Linked DNA regions of Macaca mulatta: region 2 is linked to region 1. Evidence: chromatin contacts called from public Micro-C data. All regions are on one chromosome and are shown on one strand. Each heading gives the region's core, a stretch centred on a gene start, on an enhancer-like site or on the middle of the called end of the contact. The rest is flanking DNA. Distances are from core to core; before and after follow the strand shown. Region 1 has its middle 340 kb from the start of SATB1. Region 2 has its middle 140 kb from the start of SATB1.

Evidence for each region. A called contact is a pair of places that touch in the nucleus more often than the background predicts.
Region 2: a contact with region 1 is called in a Micro-C map of CD4 T cells, with 6 times the contacts expected there. The contact joins two enhancer-like sites. A contact is called at or near these places in 5 of 14 Hi-C or Micro-C datasets (CD4 T cells, blood, cortical neurons and 1 more).

Annotation. Positions count from the first base shown.
Region 1 is chr2:29,766,733-29,770,415 of T2T-MMU8v2.0, forward strand. No RefSeq gene overlaps it. Among named protein-coding and RNA genes, the nearest start is that of SATB1, 340 kb to the right of the region's middle. Within about 2 kb of position 1,764, at least 2 of the 40 cell types and tissues checked have an H3K27ac peak or open chromatin away from gene starts, as enhancers often do.
Region 2 is chr2:29,964,593-29,968,275 of T2T-MMU8v2.0, forward strand. No RefSeq gene overlaps it. Among named protein-coding and RNA genes, the nearest start is that of SATB1, 140 kb to the right of the region's middle. Within about 2 kb of position 1,804, at least 5 of the 40 cell types and tissues checked have an H3K27ac peak or open chromatin away from gene starts, as enhancers often do.

The DNA.
Region 1 (3,683 bases), core at 514-3,013:
TATTCTTTCATAATTACAAGCAGCTCATTCGACTCCTTGGAATCTCAATTCTTTCCCTTTTTAAAAAGTTTGGTCATTCATGCTACAATCTGATTAATAACAAGGTTAATATCAGTAGCACAAATACTACTACTATCACTATTTCTAATATTAACACTAGCAAACTAATACTGAAAACTTACCACATAGATATGGTTTTTGGATATTCTTATATTTAATTATCTTTACAATTGTAGAAATAAGACCGCAAACTCATAAACATAGATTTGTTTTTGGTTTACATGAACTCCTAATTGAGGAAGAAATGAGGAAGACTGCCCACCAACCAAAAGCAGAGGCCAACACTTCTCATATCTTAATATATTAACTTTTAGGGATTCTTTCTTATATGAGTAAATCCCGAAATTTCTAAAACATAGCTCTCCCAGAATTTATTTGGGGAGCCACTGGAAAGGGAGGCTTTTGTACTTACTAGGAAACTGACGTCAAAGGTTGATGATAAACATCTAAAAAGCAATTCTTATATATTTTGAATAAAGGAACATCTCCACAAACAAGGCAAAATATATATCTGCAAAAGATTCAAGTACACATTTAGGAAAAAAAAGGAAGTCACAGTTTTCATTCAGAAGAACAAATGGAAACTCTTTTATTGAGGAAATAAAACATTAAGAATATATTTTATTCGTTGAGTTTTGTAACTTTCTAAATGTGTGGCATAGTTGCTATGAAACTATGATTGTGCCACTGCACTCCAGCCTGGGTGACAGAGTGAGACCCTGTCTCAAAACATATAATATAATATAATATAATATAATATAATATAATGCCAAATATCTCACCACTAACAAGTGTAAGAACCAGCAATCTTTATTACAGTAGGTTACACAACAGTAACTACTATTCTGCAATTTAGACAAAATTGTTTTTTAACTTCTGCTCCATACCTAGTGATAGAATCCTGAACATATTTTTACAACCAATCTGAGAACTCAGTTTTTTCATCTGAAAAGGGGGACAGTAGTAGTATCTCCCTCAGGGATTATTATGAAAGTTAAAAACCATGATCCATGTAAGTTACCACAGAACCTCAGTAATGTTCAAAGTGTTTGTTATTATAACTAACAGGGATTTTTTTCCAAGATTTTTCTGACTCAAGGGCCCAAGCTTTTAACCACAAAGAGTTATCAGGGTAGGCTGAAGGAGAAATAATTGCACAGGAAATCTGGAAATATCCCCAGCCACCATTATGCCATTATGATCTTTTTCAGACATTCAATCTGATCATACCCCTTTCTGAAAAGCCTTCAGTAGCTCCATAAAATATCTGATATTCAAATATAACCTTCTATGCCCTGTGAGAGTCTTCATGACTCAGATACAATAAAGAGTTTGAACTCCAAACTGTCTGGGTTTGAATCCTAGCTTTAACACTTACCTACTGCGTGACCTTGGGCAAGTTGCCTAACCTCACTGTGCGTCAAGTCCCTCATTTGTAATATGGAAATGAAAGTAGTAAATGGCTCATGAGGCTGCTATGAGGACAAAAAAAAAGTCAATTCATGCAGAACAGCTAAGATAATGTATGGCATATTATAAACACAATGCTTTATATTTTATTATAATTTATAATCAACTAGTGAGGAAATACAATTTACATTATCTAACTGATGCTGGATATTGGGTTGACTTGATCAGGAATTAGTATTGATCAAGCTACTTACATTTGAGTGGCCTTGGGTTTTCTATTACAGCATAGGTGAAACAGGATAAAATGAATGAGCCCTGGGCTGATGAGGTAGAAAGAGAAACACCATCAGTAGTGGTTAGAAGCTCATTAGAATCAAATAGAGGAAACTCCAAGTGTATAAGACATGGGGTTTCATCGCGGCCAGGTTGTAGAAACCACCTGGGCAATCTGCACATTTCTATTGCAGTCTGTAGTTTCTGGTCTGTTCACATGATCCCAAGTTGTCCTAGTCCTACTGTTGTTACATTTAGTGCCAATCAGTGGTAGGTTAAATATCAATGGATATATTTTTATATCCCTGGGTTACCTGAAACGTTCGGAAGAGCAACAGATTCCAGGAATCTTCTGAGTAGCAAATGCCAGTTTCAGCATCCCACTCTGGAAAAAATGGGCTAAGAGGAATTAGAATCCTCCGGAGCCTACATTCTGCCTCAGTACTTCCCAAGAGGGATCTTCCTGGTTGCTGTTTACCTCCCACCCAAGAATCACCACTCCACCTCTATCCATGTCCCACTGCTCTCCATTTGAGAACAGGGAATGGAATGAGAATGGAAACCAATTACCAGTGATGCTACATTTGAATTTTCTTTATAACCAGGGCTGTTACTATAGTGTTTTACTAACTACATTTTCTCAGCAATTTTTAAGTTTTGTAATATATGTTTGGGGTCATATTTGTTGCTGGAATTCTCAGTCCTCATAAACCTGAAAACAATCCAGCCTCAAAACCATAATACCTTTCATAAAAACAATTATTATATCACAATTTTTGACAATGCATAGAAATTCGATCATTGATAATGCAACATTTCTCGGGATTAAAATTATGACTTGTATTAGAGTATTACATACCATAGTTTAATGTTGCTATGGTACAAAGTGTGTGTGTGGCAATGAGGATTTGAGGATGGGAGAGGAGTTCAGAACAGAGAATATTCTAGGCATAGGGAAATATTACACTTCACTGTATTTCTTTGCTTACTTGGCTCTTTTCTTTGTAAGATTATAAGCTTGTTAATGGTGGGACATCATACCATTTCTTTTTTTCTTTTCTTTTTTCTTTTTTTTTTGAGACGGAGTCTCGCTCTGTCGCCCAGGCTGGAGTGCAGTGACTGGATCTCCGCTCACTGCAAGCTCCGCCTCAGTGGGTTCACGCCATTCTCCTGCCTCAGTCTCCCGTGTAGCTGGGACTACAGGCGCCCGCCACCGTGCCCGGCTAATTTTTTGTATTTTTAGTAGAGACGGGGTTTCACCGTGTTAGCCAGGATGGTCTCGATCTCCTGACCTCGTGATCTGCCCGTCTCGGCCTCCCAAAGTACTGGGATTACAGGCATGAGCCACCGCGCCTGGCCCATTTTTTTTTTATTCCTTGAGTGTAGTTTAGTGTTTCATACATAGTGTACTCTCAAAAAAATGGTTGAAGGAATACATTATGACAAAACAGAACATACAAAAATGTGTAAGGGAATGGAATGCAAACAGCTGTCAGAGAAGAGAATATGAGTGATAGAGAAGCTCCATTTGCTCACCAGTTGTTTGGGGTTTGTGTCTTATGATGTTTCTTGTTTTATTTCTCTCAAAAAATTAACTCCAAGGGCAATATCCTCAGCCTGATCAGTTTTATCATGCCTGGGTTGAAAATTTTTCTAAAAAAGAGAGAGAATTATATCAGTAAAGAGCCAAAGTCTTGCCTGAAAATGAAGGTTAATGCCTAGCCAGTCATATTATGGTTCATGCACCAGCAACATGGGCACAACCTGGGAGCTTATTAGAAATGCAGACTGTTGGGCCCATCCAAGACCTCCAGAATCAGAACCTACATTCATACAAGATCCTTAGGTCATTCACATGTGCTGCATTAAATTCTGAGAAGTGGTCATTTAAGGACTCTGTTGGCACATTAGGTATGGTACATAGCATCATGATGAGGTCA
Region 2 (3,683 bases), core at 554-3,053, 200 kb after region 1:
ATAAAATGAATAACCAAGTGTAGGGATCTCAATATTTCGAGTATTAATGACAGTACACGTGTTATTTTACCCTCTTCCTACAATATATTCACTTTTATTTCAATATATTGTAGGTAATATGAGTGAGGGAGAAGGTCCGTTGGTTTTCCATCTCTATTAAGGTGCTCTATGTATTTTGTTAATTGTATTTAATTTTGAGAGATACTACATGAATGGGAATTGTACTTAATATCACAGGAGTTTACCATTGTGTAGTATTTCACAGTTGAAAAATCTTTTTTAAGTGGGTTGCTTGGTTTGATCTTCACACCAATAAAATATGTTTTATAAGTTCTTATTAGAATTTGCATTTGATAAATGAGATTCCAAAAGATTAAGTTACTTGTTCAAGTATACTCTGCTAGTAAATGATCATACTGCGATAAGTTTGTGGTGTTAGGGGCTTAAATGTAATGCCAAGGAAGTTTATGGAACTTCCTTTCCTGAAAATCTTTTTAGAAACCAACAATTCTCTTCTAACTCAGGGGTTTAAGTGTTTTTATATGTGGTCCTGACTAAAGGCAAGCAAAGAGCCCAGAAGGCCTCATAAGTATTCTGCTAGCCCTGTAATTGGGACCATTTCTTTCTCTCTAAATGGAAGCACAGTGATGATAATAATTAAGCTTTAGGCTTTCATATTTCCTTTCATCTGAGTTCTTCAGCCGGACAGGAAGGACCCACCCGCTTAGCATGATATGGTTTTTTTCAAACTGGTCCATGTCCATTAACCATCTAGACTTCCATTAACCATCTAGACTTTGTTTATTGGTAACAGCAAACAACTTATGGAAACCTCAGGAATTTGAACCCCAAATGTGTGGTCAAATCTACTTTTTACAGAGGAAGGTATCATAGCTTTACAAAACTTTCTGAATAAAGTTTGTGCTCTTATACATAATAATGAAGTTAAGGAACCATCAAAGTAACTAGTCAGCAACATCTGCAAGTTTAGTGGGAAGAGTCTGAAGGCAGAGTGCAGATAGAAATGTGAACACTCCACTCTATCCCGCCTCCTCCCAGCATTCCACCTGCAATAGACTGTATTCATATCTCCCAGAGGAAATATGCTATTACTGATAATATGATCACTGAAACACTGGGAGTGGTTGGATACAGAGCTCTGGCAGTGGGTTAATAAAAGGCCTAATGAAGAACAAAAAATTCTGCCAGTCACTGTAAAAAAATATTGCCCTCGGGAAATTATAAATCAGACACCATGGTGTGAAGTTAAATATATATATATATATTTATATATATTTTATATATATATATAAAATACATACACACACACACACACACACACACAGCATTGCCTTGCTGATAAATGCTGGAGTGGGCAGACTGGTGACGAAACACATAAGTCACTGGATGCCCTTGAAGTTTCAGTCCACCTCAGCATGATGCAGTTAAACGCCTCAGCTGTGCAAAGCCAAAACCACATTTGCTCAGCCTTGTCTGATCACACTGCACTGTGTGGTAGAAACAGGATGACTGATCCACAAATTAGTTGTACTTCCCAGAGCCTTACTTGCCTTTTCCCTTGTTATTTTTATCTTTTTTTTATTTGTTTATTTGCTCAATTTTACAGCACTAATCTCAATAGACTCTTAAATACTGCTTCTGGATACAGACCTGTATTTAGGGTTTTCTTAATGTATCCACATTGAACTTGTCTGGTGGGCAGCCTCAATAATTCCATCCACCAACATAGGAAATGTGATGAACAAAGCAGGCCCCGACTAACAGTAATACCTTACCTTTCAGCTAAATTACCAGAGGTCTAGGAAAGAAAGAGTTGACCTTTCTAACACTAGAAACAATCACACACCTTGACACATGAACATGGTGACTGCCTGATTAATACTGAGGAGCTATGGTTCACCTCCTTGGTTTTTCACCTTCACTGAGTCATTGAGTTCCTGCGGCCTTGCTCCTTTAAACTGTTGCTTTCTAACACACCATTTTCTCCCCAGAGGGTACTTCTGCCATCTTCTCACCTGGTTGATTGCCTACCGACTGTTGACTTTACATCTGAGATAGGCATGGCCCCAGGGGATTTGGAGGAAAGATGGCCAAGGAGTACAGTGAGGTCAACGTCAAGGAGAACCCCTCCACCCCCACCAATGAAGCCTGCTTCACATCTTATCTGCTGAAGCTGGTATCTTTCAATCTACCCTTGAAAGAAATGAGGAGAGGCTGAAATGTTTCGTATTTCAGGGACTCCTCTGCAGTGTTAGGGTGTGGGAATAAACTGGGATATCTAGGGAATTCCTTTCCATTTTCAGGGATCCTAAAAAGACAATTCCAGAAATGTGGGGAAGGTCTATTAGAAAACCATCAGATTCCTTAAATAAATTGAACCACAAACCTCCAACAGATAGGACAATGAAACCTCTCTACTTGTAATAAGCATCTGGACATTTATCTTAAATTCTCTTCCCTGAGATTTACATTTTCCTGGAAATCTCTGAAATATTATCGCAGTTACCACCACTCTGGTTTCAAAGGGTCTATTGTATTTGTATTTCTTTTTTTACTGAGGTGATGAAAGAATATGTAAACCAAACTTTACCAAGGATTCAGGGATGAAAAAAATTAGAAAAAAATAGACAATAAAAATAATATACAGTTTGTGAATCTGAATCACACATGGCAGCTTTGTAAAGCTGTCTGATGGAGCATTGATTCCCATATGGCAGAGCAAATCCCTGATGGACTTTTCATTGGTGCACAGTGCAGCAAAATGGAAAGAAAAAAGATACAGTGAGATTTTCATACTCAATTATAATATATATTGTAAATTATACTTATTTATTCTAAGAGTGTATCCTTACTTTTATTATCATAAATACTCCTCTCTTTTAATAGTAGATTATATTTTTTCTTTTGATGTCTTTGTTTGGTAAAATACAAAGTTAATCATTCTGTGTTACTCTTCCACTTTTAAAATTTTACTCAGCCCAGAAACCCAAAAGTCTGGGAAACACCACAACAAACTGGTAAAGCCCTTCCTGTTTCCATTCTGCCTTAACCTTTCCTCCAGAGGCTATCTTTCCTCTGTCAGTATGGAGAACATGACCTCAAGCATATCCAGAGTTCTTAAAGTATTAGCCCCAAACAACAAGGTTTCCCCTCAAAAATATAGGAGTTCCCTTTCACTCTAACATCGAACTATCAAGTTGAAGCTTTTATTCTGAGGACGATCCTTTTAATCTAGCTTTGAGAGAAAATTAGTTTCTGGGAGGTGCTGCTGAGGTGATATCTATTAAAATTAGACAGAAATGGCAGAGCGGCTCTCTACTGCTTTGCACAGATATCCTCATAGGCAAGCCAAATTCCCCTTTCTCTTCTGTGTACATTTATGTACATTTAATAATAGTACTGTAATTATTTAATAATTATTATTACAATGATAGTATTGTAATTATCAGATGGAGTTTTGCAGTGCTGCCCAATGTACGACCCACAGACTTATTCGTAGAATAAATCCCTTGACGGAATCCAGTCATTTTATTTTATGAATATAAACTTATAATTAATTTTATTCAATACCAAATGAACAACCCAACCAAGTTAGTTGATCTAACATTTAATAACTCAATAGGTTATTTGTAAATAGTTCTTGATCACATATAAACATGAAA